Linked DNA regions of Mus musculus: region 1 is linked to region 2. A link is a contact called in public HiChIP or PLAC-seq data. All regions are on one chromosome and are shown on one strand. The core of a region is the stretch at or near the end of the contact, and the rest is flanking DNA. Distances in the headings are between cores, read along the strand shown.

The links. HiChIP or PLAC-seq counts read pairs in DNA pulled down with a chosen protein or histone mark.
Region 1: an H3K27ac HiChIP or PLAC-seq map of embryonic stem cells shows a contact between it and region 2, with 12 read pairs. The contact joins the enhancer-like site here to the promoter of Myadm in region 2. A contact is called at or near these places in 2 of 39 promoter capture datasets (embryonic stem cells and epiblast stem cells), 8 of 484 Hi-C or Micro-C datasets (the NIH/3T3 cell line, embryonic stem cells and nephron progenitors), 6 of 115 datasets of contacts at active chromatin or transcription factors (bone marrow-derived macrophages and embryonic stem cells) and 2 of 9 other capture datasets (adipose tissue and pancreatic islet).

What each region holds. Positions count from the first base shown.
Region 1 is chr7:3,364,898-3,368,198 of GRCm38.p6, reverse strand. Cacng7 (calcium channel, voltage-dependent, gamma subunit 7) reads right to left here. Exons shown (of 6, transcript NM_133189.5): 5 at 2,107-2,252; 6 at 1-1,508. The coding sequence ends at 1,251. Among named protein-coding and RNA genes, the nearest start is that of Cacng8, 27 kb to the left of the region's middle. Within about 2 kb of position 1,473, at least 26 of the 459 cell types and tissues checked have an H3K27ac peak or open chromatin away from gene starts, as enhancers often do. A contact at or near this core is called in embryonic stem cells, where this site is marked.
Region 2 is chr7:3,288,968-3,292,024 of GRCm38.p6, reverse strand. It overlaps Myadm (myeloid-associated differentiation marker), which reads right to left and starts at 1,470. Exons shown (of 3, transcript NM_016969.2): 1 at 1,395-1,470.

The sequences.
Region 1 (3,301 bases), core at 224-2,723, 76 kb before region 2:
ATTTACATATGATACACGGTAAATAACAGAGCCAGGCCCCCCACCCCACCGGTTCCCCACCCTTATTGCTTCCCTCCCCCCTCCCCCAGACTCATTAAAAATCGCTGCGTAAAGACAGGTTATAACTGCTGCTGTTCTCCCTCCCCCCTCCCCCCTAAGATGCAAACTAAAAGCCCCCGTCCCTCCCCTGCCCCCTCCCCCCACCCCGGGGCCGTTCTGGTTCCGTGTGTGTTAACACTGTGCTACCTCGCCCTCCTCCCCTAATAAAGGGAGTGGGATGGGCGGTTTTCTGGCGACCTCCCCCGCCCCCCCCCAATCTGTCCAAGGGGGAGAACGGGCCCTTGAAAGAGGCCAGAGTTTGGGGATTTGAGGTGGGAAGAGGGACATGGATGAGAGGGAGTACCAGAAAATGGAAGACGGAGGTTTTGGGGGGTGTTAACCCCCGCTACTGCCCCTCCCTCCCCCGAAGGAACCTCGAGGGGGAAGAGGCGGGCACAGGAGTGGAGATAGCATGAGGGAACCTCCCTCCACCCTGGGGTCCCATCCTTGTTTGGTGTGAGAGGCTGGATGCACCTAGGGGCTTCGGGTGAGCAGGTGGAGGGAGGAAAAGATAAATGGGAAGAGGAGGTGGGAGAGGGAAAGGCGGAGGAGGAGGAGGAAGTGGGGGGAGGAAGAAGAAGAATACATTAGAAGAAAGACAGAAGGTCACCTTCCAGAGGAGAAAAGAGAGAAAATGGAGTCCCGGAAAGGCAACAGAAAGGTCATGGTCAGTCATAGTCATATCCCTGTAGGCAGAGCAAGCTCATCCCCACCCGCCGCCACCAGCGACCTGCAGGGCACCTGGTGGTGTGCAAAGAGAATGGAGCGGGAGTTCCAGGGCATTCCAGTGGCTGCTACACCCACTCTCCAACCCAGCACCCCTACCGGAAGCGGGAGTCTGGCGGAGTTGGGGGAGCTAGGTGCAAGATACCACCAGAAGATAGTAAACTCGGTTGGAATTAACCGGTGGGGAGGGACCTAAGGGAAAGGGGCGGGCTCACGGGGGCGAGGTGAGGAAGGAATAATTTGGAAGTATAATGAATCAGTGAGGAGAGATTGGAAAAAGGGTGGAGCCGTTGAAATGAGGATGATGGGTAGGAACTTGGAGATGGCACAGCATCCTTCAGCCTAGAGTTCCTTAAGGAATTGGGGCTTCATGGGTGAGGCGCGGGAGAGGGGAGGGAGAAAGAGGAAAGGGAGGGACTCCAGCCTCAGCACGGCGAAGTGGAGATGTGGAGATGGTCCGGGTACTTGATGGCCGGGGGGTAATTTTGCGTCATCTGAATGGAGACGTCGCTAGAGATGTCGGAAGGGCTGCGGCCTCGACGCCACGCCTCGGGCTGCAGAAACTGGCCGGAGTAGTCGGAGCAGTCGCTGAGACGCGGTCGGTAGAAGGCCGGGTGCGGGCGATACATCTCTTCCTCCGCGTAGCGCTTGGTGAACAAGTACACGGACATGACTCCGGCCCCCTGTGGCAAAGCACAGTCAGTATCCCAGAGGCAGCACCCTACTGCCTTCTCTATCAGAGCCCAGGAATCACAGCTGCATATCATCCCAAGACCTCAGCAAAACCCAAGAGGCCCAGCCCTCATTTCCTCCAGGACCCACGGGTTAGAAATCAAAGTCTAACCCATCTCCCTCATAGTTCAGGCACCTCTCCCCATCCAGTCTCCTCTTCTTCCTGGACCCAGGAATCACACAGCCAAACACTCCCAGCTTTAAAGCAGAGAGATGGGTCCCCCAGCTCTTTCCTCTCCGAGACCCAGAGATTACAACCACCTTCCTCATAACCCATAGCATTCTTTTCCTCCTGGGCACAAGAATCAGACCGTCCTCTGTTCGGGGAGTCCTTCCCCAGGACCTAGGACTCCCAACTCTAAGACCTAGGAAGGTCCAAACTTCAGGTTTTTTCTCTCCTCAAATCCAAAGGCACTATCTTCAGAGCTCCATCTGCTCCAGACTTCCAGGGGCTGGAATACCCCTAACACCAGCACCACCACCCATCCCCCAACTCCGATCCCGCCCCACCTCTGTCTTCAAACTGGCAGTCTGGGCCCAATACATCACCTCTTTGAGAAGAAAAGAGGAAGCAGCGAAGGCAAAGGACCACCCGTAGCGATAGTGAAAGTACTGCTCAGAGCTGCTGGGCCTGTTCATGACCTCGTCGTTGATGCTGGAGATGTATAGGACCAAGCCCACCACCAAGGAGAGACCTGAGGGAAGAAGGATGCCAGGACCATAAGAAGGGAGCACTCCCGACCGCTCAGTGCTTCCCTCTACCCTCTGCCTTATATCAAGGACTAGCCTTAGCCTATTCTCCCCAAAATGGTATGCAAGTGTTCTATGTCAGAACGATGCCTATAGCCCCTCACTAGGGAATCCTAGGCAGATGCTCAATTACTGAAACCTCCCCCCACCCCCCAGACTCTCAGTAGAGGATTCTAGGCAAGAACTCTTGCTGAGTCACAAGCCTAGCCCCTTACTGGTGGAATCAAGAGAAGAATTCGACCAGTGAGCTCTTGATGGTGAATCCTAGGAAAGTACTCTACCACTGAGCCATGTCCCCAGCCTCTCACTGGTGGATTCTATGAAGGAATTCTGCACCTGAGCAATGCATCCACAGTGGTGGAATCTAGGTAAGAGTTCTATCACTGGGCCTTGATCCCTAACTGGTAAATTCTAGGCAGGAGCTCTACCACTGAGCTATATCCCCAGCCCTCTTTTCGCTTTTTATTTTGAATCAGGGTCTCAGTAACTTACTTGCCCAGACAGGCCTGGAACTTTTGAACCTCCTGTCTCAGCCTCCCAAGTAGCTGTCATGACAGGGTTGGGCTTCACTTCTGGGTTTTGAATGACCTCTTGTTCTGGGCCTTGGTTGGGTGCACAGAACCCAGAAATGAATCCACCAGCTGCCCTCGCCCCACCCAATGCCTGCTATCTGAGATCTCAGTGCACCTGAACGGTGAAGGGCAGGATAGTGACCACCCATTCTGTGCATATTGACATGTGCTACAAAGCTCATCTCACTGAACATTATGCGGTCCAGAAGAGGCGCAAAGCCATCTGAGGTAAGAAGAGCAAGAAGATCAAAGAAATACATCATCATCCAAGAGGGTGAGGTCCAGGGAAGGGGCATCTTTTTGAAGGGCCATATAAGGTGGAAAGCAATTCCATGTGTCAACCCATACACACACACACACACACACACACACACACACACACACACACGAATGTGTATATGCTCATGCACAAAGCATAAGTG
Region 2 (3,057 bases), core at 221-2,720:
GGTTCAACCCCTAATGGGTGGGACTGGGGCTAAGGGAATGAGACTCCTTAAAACTCCTTCAATCTGATGGAGCTCCAGGACACAGCTCTTCCTTGGCTCCAGGCAAGAACTCATGCAGGAGTTGCAATTCTCCCTGGGAACTAGAAGCCTCCAGGGCACTTGGGAGTTGAGACAGAAAGGCAGAAACCCCCAGCTCCCACCAGGATTGGTTTTTTTGGGAAGCCAGGCACCCCGCACTATAATAAGTGGGCAACAGATCGCCTGTAATCTCAGCATTTAGGAGGAAGAGGCAGACGGATCTCTACAAGTTCAGGGCCAGCCAGGTCTACATAGCGAGTTCCAGGACTACAAAGGCTATATACATAAAGCCTGTCTTTAAAATTTTTTAAACAAAAACAAAAATGGCGGGTTAGTGTCCAGCATAAATCCTTCTGTCAGGGAGAAAAGTTAGGAAAGGAGGAATAGAAAGAAAGGAAGACCTTAGGAGAGGTAACGGAACTAGTGATAGAGGCCTCCAGCATCGTTTGAAGTCATTGCTCAGGAATGCTCAGCTAAAGACATAAGCAGGGTGAGGAAACGCCCCTAGAGTTTCCTCCTAGGTCTAGTTCCACTCTCAGGGCCACACCCAGCACCCCTGCTACCATCCCCAATGCCACACTCCTGAGGTCATCCATCACTCCACAGACAGGGCACATGCTGGGCACAGCCCTGAACAGACTCCAGGCCACGCCTCACACCAGTGGTGGGCTCAGCCGTAAGCCTTCAAAGATTCCTACCTCCCTCCCCCCAGCCCCCCCCCCATACTCTAGTGCGGGTGCAGGCCTCTGGGAGGGTCAGAACAAGGACTTTCCCCTCCTGAGTCCCTCCAGGTATAAGCACCAGGTATAAGCATCCAGGAGTTCCATCTTCTCGGATTCAGGGATCTATACTCAATCTTTCCGAGTCTTCAAACCAAGAGTCGAGATCCCAGCCCCTCCCTTCTTCCGTCCCAATTCAAACTCCAGTACCTTCTCCCTCAGAACAAATTCAGACCCCCAACTTCCTCCAGATTAAGGTCTGAATCCTGCCCTCCTCCCTGAGACCCATCTTAAATACAGATCCCAAACCTTTTTGGTCAGACCTAGGAGTCTAGATCCCATCCTACCGCTCTCAGCCTCAAGGGTCCAAGTACCACCGTCCTTCCTCATACCCACGTGCCCACTCCCCAGTCCCTCTTCTTTCCCATGTATGACCTGTATGAGCTCAGATGTTCAGCCTTTCATCCAGAGCTTGAGTCCTGGTCCAACTGCAGTGTTTCTAGGGATCCAGACACCTGAATCCGTGCCCACTCCTCTTTCTAGAACCAAGGATCCTGGACCACAACTCCTTCCCTTTGGGGGTCCCTGCAGCTTTACCTCTCCAGGCAGTGGCGACTGTAGCACAAACAAGGACGACAGCTGCAGACCAAAAGGGTCTTAGGACTGGGTGGAGTTGGCCAGCTGAGGAGCGCGCGAGGGAGGGGTTGTGGGCGGGGTTTGGGCCTGGCTAGGGCGGTGAAAAGGGACTTTCCCTTCATTCAGGCTATCCCTGGTAGGCCCCGAAGGCGGGGCTAATGCCACACCACGCCCCCAGAAGGCTAGCGTCCTGGATCTCCCGCCCTACCAGTGAGGGGGTGCAGAGCTGAGGTCACCGTAGCCGTGGAGACAAAACAGGAAGACACAGCAGCTGGAGGGGTGGGGTCTCCTGGGGGCTATCCTCCCTGTCATAGCTCTAGAAAGAAATCTTCAGGGTAGACCGGAGAATGCTGTTGCCATAGAAACGTACTTGTTTATGATTTGTTTCAGATAGAGTCGTCGCCCCCCCCCCACTAAGCCGGGTCCCCACGCCTAGTCTCACCTCTCATTCAGTTCTCCCGCTCTCCGCCCCACGCCTCTGTCTATCAGTTCCCCCACGATACCCAGAAAAAGGAAATCTTACACATCCAGGTCCCAGCAGTTTGAGGGTCAGCTAGACCTCTGTTTAACGGAGTCTTGTCTACCTGAAGCAGAATTTAGGGTGCCAGGCCTTGAGCTTAAGCTACCTTGACTAGTGAGGGCCCACCCCCAAAAAACAAAGACTAGATTCCTTCGTTTAGGGGTCTGCATAGAGAGTGGGCCATATCTCCAATTACACTGTAATCATGGCCTGAGGACCCTTGGGCCAAGTCTCAGAAGATCACAGCCAGGAGACGCGAAAGGATGATGGATAGTAGCTAAATTCCTGGAAATTTGGAGGGAGGGTACCAGATTTCTGAGCGTTCAGTTTTCAAAACATATGTGGTTGGTTGGTTGGTTGCCTGAGTCTAGAAGGGCACGCTATTTTTGGCCTGAATTCCTGCCTTCAGGACAAAGGGAGAGACTCAGAATCTTTATGAGGACAGGGCTAGGGCCCGGAGCTCTGGATTCTAGGTTCTATCATATGGGAAGGATTCCTCGGGCCCTATAGTACCGGGAGGAGAGGGGCAAAAGCAGGAAAGAGATGCAGGATTGGGAAAAAAAAAAAAAAAAAAAGTCGGATTTAAGGGCCTGAAAGAACTCGACTGAGCCAGATGGGAAAAGAAGCTGAAGGTCGCGATGCTGGAGGGACCTTTAGGTCTCTCCTAAAGGTCCCAATGCTGGCCCCCTGGGCAGGGCGGAGACCCAGGACACCTGGTTCCCTCCCTCCTGGCTGCACTCACTCACCCCGCTCTGCAGCGGTCCCGGGCGCGGCCTTGCTCTGCTGCTGCTGGGCGGGGCCTAGTGGCGGCTGCGGCTGCTTGTCTCTTCCCGGCGGCTGCTTCTGGTTACCTTCCAGGAAGACTGGAGAGGTTTATAGTCCTAGCCCTAGAGAGGAAGCTAGGAGCTTCGCGAAGGGGGTGGGAGGTGGGGGTTCGAAGGGGTCCAAGAGCTCACTACAGCCAGCTTCGTGTCCTACAGAGGAGGGAGGAGCTGGAGAGGGGACCTGGACGCTTGCTTCTTGCTTCGTGCTTTGCAGAAGTGGGGGTGGGGAACAAGGTAGGGATGGGTAGGCGAAGAGCTGTGTGCTCACTTTGCCTGTCTG